Regions from separate parts of the Mus musculus genome. Here region 2 is linked to region 1. The links are chromatin contacts, called in public promoter capture Hi-C maps. All regions are on one chromosome and are shown on one strand. The core of a region is the stretch at or near the end of the contact, and the rest is flanking DNA. Distances in the headings are between cores, read along the strand shown.

What was found. Promoter capture Hi-C pulls out the DNA fragments that hold promoters and counts their contacts.
Region 2: a contact with region 1 is called in a promoter capture Hi-C map of the HPC-7 cell line, with 4 times the contacts expected there. The contact joins two enhancer-like sites. A contact is called at or near these places in 4 of 39 promoter capture datasets (the 3T3-L1 cell line, the C10 cell line, the HPC-7 cell line and 1 more) and 1 of 115 datasets of contacts at active chromatin or transcription factors (astrocytes).

Annotation. Positions count from the first base shown.
Region 1 is chr17:27,123,576-27,127,270 of GRCm38.p6, forward strand. Uqcc2 (ubiquinol-cytochrome c reductase complex assembly factor 2) reads right to left here. Exons shown (of 4, transcript NM_026063.2): 2 at 2,309-2,383; 3 at 1,572-1,641. Among named protein-coding and RNA genes, the nearest start is that of Uqcc2, 8.5 kb to the right of the region's middle. Within about 2 kb of position 1,851, at least 35 of the 459 cell types and tissues checked have an H3K27ac peak or open chromatin away from gene starts, as enhancers often do. A contact at or near this core is called in the HPC-7 cell line and hippocampal neurons, where this site is marked.
Region 2 is chr17:27,765,836-27,769,348 of GRCm38.p6, forward strand. It overlaps Ilrun (inflammation and lipid regulator with UBA-like and NBR1-like domains), which reads right to left. Exons shown (of 5, transcript NM_001033279.3): 4 at 2,076-2,404. Among named protein-coding and RNA genes, the nearest start is that of Spdef, 39 kb to the left of the region's middle. Within about 2 kb of position 1,921, at least 52 of the 459 cell types and tissues checked have an H3K27ac peak or open chromatin away from gene starts, as enhancers often do. A contact at or near this core is called in the HPC-7 cell line and hippocampal neurons, where this site is marked.

The DNA of each region.
Region 1 (3,695 bases), core at 601-3,100:
CAGCCTGGTCTACAGAGTTAAGTTCCAAGATGGCCAAGGCTAAGCAGAGAATCAATACCTTGTAACGTCCCAGCTCCCCTTGCACGCATGCAATGACATGGTCAGCCCTTCCCTACACTGACGCTGTGGCTGGGTGCTTTCCCCTGGAGTGGCCCTCTGTCAGCCTTCTCACCTCTTTTCACCAAGGCCAACACGGCCCTACCCTGCATGTGGGCTCAAGGCATTGCTTAGCAGACCTCTTGTTTTATACCCTAGATATTAAACTCAGACACTGTCACAATACCGTTTAGCTTTTAGGCCCATTTTAGCACAAGCGCTAGCTGCAATTACTGTTTGTGGGCAGTGGCTCACACCAGCCTGGAGCACTCACCGTGTGGCCACCACAGCAGTGCCTCCCACCCTGGGACTTTCCCAAGTCCACATTCCCATACAAGGTGCCAAGGGTCACACACAGGGATGGCTGCTCTGCTCTTCTCTCCTCTACACTAAGGTCCACAGGCCAGGGGCCACACTGCAGGCCTGCCTGCTCCTGGGGGTGTGGAGAGCCTTATTTGGGTGGTACTGGTTTCACACAATTGCAACAAAAACACAAGGCCTGCTGTGCACACATTGTCAGGGTTTCCGGGGCTGACGGGAAGCCAGACCAACAGTCTCCATGTCCCCTGCTGCCCGCCCAGAGGCTTTCTGAGCAGAAGGGGCAAGGACAAGATGGCGGGAAGCTGAGTCCATGCTGAGCCCACTCTCCTATCCCTCATAGACACTGCTGGTCATGCATGCTCAGGGGTGTGGGAGTAAATTATATGTCAGCGAGACAAACACCTCAAAGACCTGCTCCACTGACACACCAGGTGACATTCCCAGATTCCCATCTGCCCAGAAGGACAAGAATTCTGGAAGGTCGAATCTTCACGGCCAAAAGGAAGGAGAAATTTCTAGAGTACCAGACAGCCAACATTTAGGGCCCTACCCTCCCAGAAAAGGTTAGCCTATTTTTATATACAATATCCTTGGGCAATAAAAATAGCAGTTTTCCAGTACCTACCCGCTCTGACCCTTTCAGTGACAATAGAAATGGGGAAGTGAGGAGGGGTGGCTGGCAGGGGCTTCCTTCCTATGAGCTGGGTTCTAGCCATGGCTCCCAAACAGACCTCGTTAGACGCATATCAAACCTGCAGACCACATCTCCGGGGACAGATAACTCACAGACGGATATCCCCATACTCATTCACTGAATGGCTTTTTGTTTTAATTAAAAGCCTCATTGTTTACAAAGCCCCCTTAGGACCATAAAAATAAAATTATTTTCCTTCCAAACTGAATCCAATGACTTCCAATTTGGCTAATCTGTTCCCAGCCAGCAGCCTTGAACTAAAAGCACTAAAGATGGTCTTGTCTTCTAAGTAATGCCTTTGACCTCCCATACTCTGTGGCTCAAGTATCTGAGCCCTGTAACTCAGGGTTTCCTCGGGGCCACTCAAGGCTTTCCATCATGCAAAACTGTCTTAGTAGGCAAGCCTCTATCCTGGCTGGTGAAAGCAAACCAACCAGAGAGGGCAGCCATGCCTACATACCTGTGGACAGGATCAGCTTGTACTCTTCCACGGACAGGCCACTGAAGCTGGTGTCTCTGGGGCGAGGGTACTGGCACAGGGGAGGAGAGAAGGGACATGTTAGTTTCCCACACACTAGCCTTCCTCTGGATGGAGGCAGTTTACCAGGTGCCCAGGCCCGAGACCCGACAATGAAGGGAACAGCGCCACCTGGAGGCCAGGCCCCGAAGGAGCCACAGCTGTGGCGATCTCAGCAGGCCCAGGCCTCCGTGCTCTAAGCAGCAGCGACCAGGTGGAGCACACACTCGTGTCTGGGAGCTGGTGTTTGGAAGGAATCCTTCGGCACACAGCCTCTTCCATTTGGCCATGTCTATTTGTGGAGCTCCTGACATACTTTTCAAGTCTGGGAAGAACTACCCTCCGTGGAATTGGACAGTAAGCTCGCTAAGGCTGAGGAGGAGTGAGCCTTGGTGTGACAGGATCGTCCTAGTACTCCATCTTGATCAGCGTGCCACACCAGGTCCAACTGAGTGAGAAATACTAGCAGGAGTGTGCGCTAGCACACACACAAGCATGGTTTTTATTCAGAGAACCTTTAAAGGCCTCTGCTGGGCACCATTGTTGGCTTAGCTGAAAGTACTGGGTTACATCTCAAAGTGGCAACCACAATTCTTTGCAGACACTGTATAACCAGGTCTCCCCCATTATGCCTGGCCCTCCCCTCGGAGGCTGGGATACAAAGGCCTGCACCCACTCACCTTGTGCTTGTAGTAGTTTGAATGCAGTCGTGCTAAGCTCTCGTACATCTGATCACAGGCCTCGGGTTCTGCAATCTGAAAGACAGCGTGTCCCTGGGAAGTGAGCGGAGGAGGTGGGCCCCCACGATGCACCCATACTTTGATGGGGGGCTATGCACACAATGTATTCAGAGGAGGGCACTGGTGTCCTGGTGTGCGGGAAGCAAACCCCCTGTAGCTCTTGAGAAAAAAGTCACCTCCAGGGATGAAAAGCCCCATCTCACCCGCCCCTGACCTGTAGGATCCCTGAGCCCTCAACAAACCAACAAAAGCGTTCAGCAGCTCTTTGCACCTTGGGAACAGCACATCATGCGTGGGTAGAAATTCTGGGGGCAGTGTGGGCTCCAGGGACCCACAAAGCAGCTCAAGTGATGTCAGGGACGAAGGCCCTCCCAGGGAAGGACACAAGGTGCTGCCATGGAGGCCCAGGGGCACAAGAAAGCCTGCTCGGAAAGCAAGCAAGCTTTGTGACCCGAGATCAGTGTGAAGTGCATTAAATATTCTTTATGAAAGACCCAACAACAAATGAGCCGAGGGAACCTGCAGCACGTCCATCTCTAAGCAAGGAGCTCTGAGACTGCAGGGGAGAGAGCCAACCAGAAAAACAAACACACACCTGCAACCCCAGCACTTGGACAGGATGGAGTGTGGTGTCAGCCTGGGCTACACAGAGAGCTCCAGCAGACCCTGGCCTATAGTGGATACACAGCTCAAGAGTAAAGGAGACGGTGTTGCAAAGCCAAGACCAGGAAGAAAGCCCAGAGCAAGCGCACGAACCTGTGGGAAGCCAGGTTTTTCTGTCCTTCAGACCTTTACTCTTCAGCCCTTCCTTTTCTCCACCCTTGCCGTTTGCCTATGAACCTCATTACATTTCTCTGCCAGGATTTCTTAAGGCTCTCAGAACAAAAATCTTTTATAGTTTTCCCAGAATTCAAACGACGGCTTTTTGCTTCCCTCACTTAAGCCCTTTCTTGAAGAGTGAGCATATAAATAAATCAGGGGTTAAGCATTGCAGCGAGGCAGCCTGTGTGTCTTCTGCCTGCATGTCAAACAAGGTCCCAGTTCTCAGCCGGCACAGCCCCAGCCCTGTTTGCCTTTCTACAGATGGTCCCCCTGCTCGGGGTCGGCAGGGGCTGTCCAGGAGGCCAGCGGGGGCGGGGGGTCTGTGGGTTGATACAGGTGAGCTACATAACTAAGACATTAAAACAGGAAGATGCATGGGGCTGGCATCTCCCTGACAAGGGCTGGCAGGACAAAGGGTGGCAGCCATGTCCTCCAAGGAGGGTATGTGTGGCACACTGCTGATGCTGCTTCCTTTAGGTGTGTGTTCGTGCGTGCGTGCGTGTGT
Region 2 (3,513 bases), core at 671-3,170, 640 kb after region 1:
GATGAGTTAAAAGTGTATGTGTGGAGCAGGTGTGGTGGCGCTCCCAGCACTGGAGTGAGAGGCAGAGTCAGTTCTTCAGGACAGCCACCGCTATACAGAAAAGCCCTGCTTCGAAAAAACAACGAATGAATGAATGGATGAATGAATGAATGAATGAATGAACGAACAAGCAAGCAATTAATCAACCAAATTTATGTGTATGGATGTTTGCTCTGCATGCCTGGCACCTGTGGAGGTCAGAAGGCGGTGGAGCCCCTGAACTGTAGTTACAGTTGATTGTGAGCTGCCATGTGGGCGCTCTCCAGCACTGAAAAGTTACTTTTAAATGGGGGTGGGGTGGGCAGTGAGAGTATAAGCTAGTCAGTTAAGCACGTGAAGTAAGTGGCCTTCCTCCCACTCACTGTCTAGCACTAGCAGCAGGGCTGAGCAGGGCCTTAGGCTGGCAGGAGGCTCAGCCCTTTGCCTCTGTTGTAAACATGTAAATAACCATTGCAACTGGTTAGAAACCTCAATCCCTGAAGAAGAAGATGGTCCACAGCTAGAACTGACATCAGCTCCTTAGCCAGAACTCCCTGAGACGGCTGTCATGCTCAGTACAAGGCCCAGCTGAGTAAAGCAGCGCCCTGTTCTGCAAACAATCGAGTATGTGAGCTGCTTCTGCCAACTTTCCCCTTCCACTGACCTTAGCTGCGTTGACTTTCTACTGAATGGGGCTTTGCTTGGTCAAGGCTGGATGTTCTACTTGCTATATGGGCAACAAAGAGAGCTTTCAAGACAATACTCTGGGTTTAGGATGTAGCTTGGTTGGGAGGGTGTGTGCCTAGTTTGCATGAGGCCATGCTCCATCTTCAACACAGTGGAGAATGAGGTGTGGGGCTTGTCTGTAGTTAGCGTCTATGGACACAGGAAAACAAGTTCAAGGCCACCCTCCTCAGCTACACAGCACATGTGCGGCCAATCTCGGCTATGAGACCTTGTCTAAGAGAGAAAACTTGTGTGAATATGAAGATGTGGAGTCCTGGCCAGCTGTGCTGAAATCAAGCCTGTAAGCCCAGTACCTGAGAGGCACAGAACGGAGGATCCTACCTCAAAACCAGAGATAGTGGAGCCTTTCCTTAACGCAGGCCAAGTCACTGCCTGGCCCACCTGACACAATGACCACCTCAGCACACAGAAATCATTGTGAATCCTCTCAAGTGAATAAAGCTAGCTCCTATGACTGTCCACAAAACACAGTGAGTAGACTACCCTGACCTCCAGCACACAGCTCAGTCTACCTTCCAAGGCTGAGAGTTAGCCTGAAGCACAGGTGGACCTGAGACAGTTCTGTACATGGGAGGAGTGTGCACACAGAGCTGAGTTGTCACAGCAACCCTAGCTGTGGGCTCAGGCCCAACCAGTAACCGGGAGCCATCTTTACCTGAACAGTGAGTGGGAACCACTGAGCTGGCTAGCACAGAAACTGGCAATTCACACACACAGCGCAGCCTCTCAAGAGCCAGAATGCTGAATGTCAGTCAGTTCCTCATTTATCTCCTACATGTGCAAAGTCAAAATTTCACTCTGAGCCACTCCAAGGTGCGGGGGAGGAAGCCATGAGGGAAAGCAAACTGAACTCAACACTGTGACAGAGTACAGTCACGGACAACAATCTTAGGATAGAATAACGGAGCTGGACACTTTACTCAGGATAAACCCGCCCAGAGCGAGAAGGCACAGCAGGAGCCCGCTGCATAGCGCGCTGAGATGACGAAGCTCAGCATACTCCTGCCCCGGAGGCACTGATAATGATATTTTGACAGTTTTAAAAATACTAACGGTAAATAGCCTCAGATTTCAACACCCGAGTCAGAACAGAGACAGAAATGAATTACACATGGGGATGAAGCAGCAGCCACAGGGCACTCACACGGGGAAGAAAGACGGCTGACTCATGGTGACTACGGGCAGGAGTGCTGAGCAGTTAAGGAGCCACAGCTGCTCTGGGCAGTGGTGGTCTAGCATTGTAGGTTTGCCACGAAGAAGTGTCAGGAATCCCAGGGCCCACCACCTGCCCCTCCTCCGAGGGCACCTACCTTACTGTAAGTCACTACTGATAAGTTGTTTGCGGGACTGCTGGGGGACAGATTTACAGAGCTCTGTGACAGTCTATCCTGATCTTGCTCGCTTTGCTCAGGAACAGGAGCCCATGTATTTTTGCTGATCGAGTCGAACTCGGAACCCCCAGGGTCTGTTAGGTTGTTTTCATCTGATTGTCGGTTCTTTTGGGGAGAGGCAAACGGGTTGAAGTTTCCTTCTACCTTGCGATGTGGCTGTGTGTTGAATTCCGTTTCAAAAGATGACAGCTGCTGCGTTACTCCTAAAAGTCCACCCACCTCCACACTGAGAATCACCCAGATGACATCTGAAACAAAAAGGCAGCTGAGTCAATGCCAGGCCCACCCTTGGCCCAGGCCGTCACCACCAAAAACCCAAACACTACCTATACCTGAGAGGCCGAGCTCCGCAGGCAGTGCTCTGAGTGCCCAGCACACGCTTCTCTGCCTTCAGTAATGCCAAGGGCAAGCTCTGGCCCATGTCTGTGGTGGGACCCCCAAGGCTGCAGGGAGGGCTTCCTTCCCAGCTGACGGTCATATCTGCAAGTCACTCCCAGCGAGCACGCGGAACCGGAGCGCTCCAGTTCACAACGAGCTGCTCTCTGTGCATGTGCTTAACCCTGATCATTCTGGTAAGGCAGTGTTCTTGAAGCTAAAAATGCTGACTTTAGAATTACAACATAGTTAGCCTTGTCCCACTTGGGAGGTAATTTAAAATGACCACCTACTGTTCACAAAGAGAAGCGCAGCAAAAGGCATTATAAATAATAAGGATGCACGCGGAACGCAAGCTAAGCAAACATAAGGAGTACCATGCTTTACTGTAGGTACACTGGGGGCAGAAGAGTCAGGCTTCCTAAGCTAACCTGGGCTTCATGAGCTCTGTCCTTATGTGTCAGAGGGAGACCTGACTACACAGTCCCATTAAGTGTGTGTATATATATATATATTTTAAGATTTACTTATTTTGATTTTGTGTGTTTGATGAGTGTTTGCCTTTGTGTCTGTGCACCATAGGCGTGCAGTGCCCCTAGAGGCCAGAAGAGGGTGTTGGATTCCCTGGAACAAGGGCTGTAGACCTCTGTGAGATGTGGGTTCTGTGGGACTGGCTGGGCACATGGTGGACGTCTTTAGTCACAGGCCAGCCAGAACTGCACAGTGAAACCATATCCCTAAACAGATCAATACCTGGTGATAACCTCATCTCTGATATCTTTGTTGTCAAAGGTAGGGCACAAACAGAAAGTAAAGGAACTGTGTCCTTTGATGCAGGGTATGGACGATGACCCATGCCAAGGCTCAGCAATGCAGACTCTAGAGGAGGAGTGAGGACCGTCCTCAGTGTTGCCCTGCGGCCATGAGGACAGTAGCCTCAGTGCAGCACCTCCATACACACTCAGTGCTCTGGGAGCTGTCC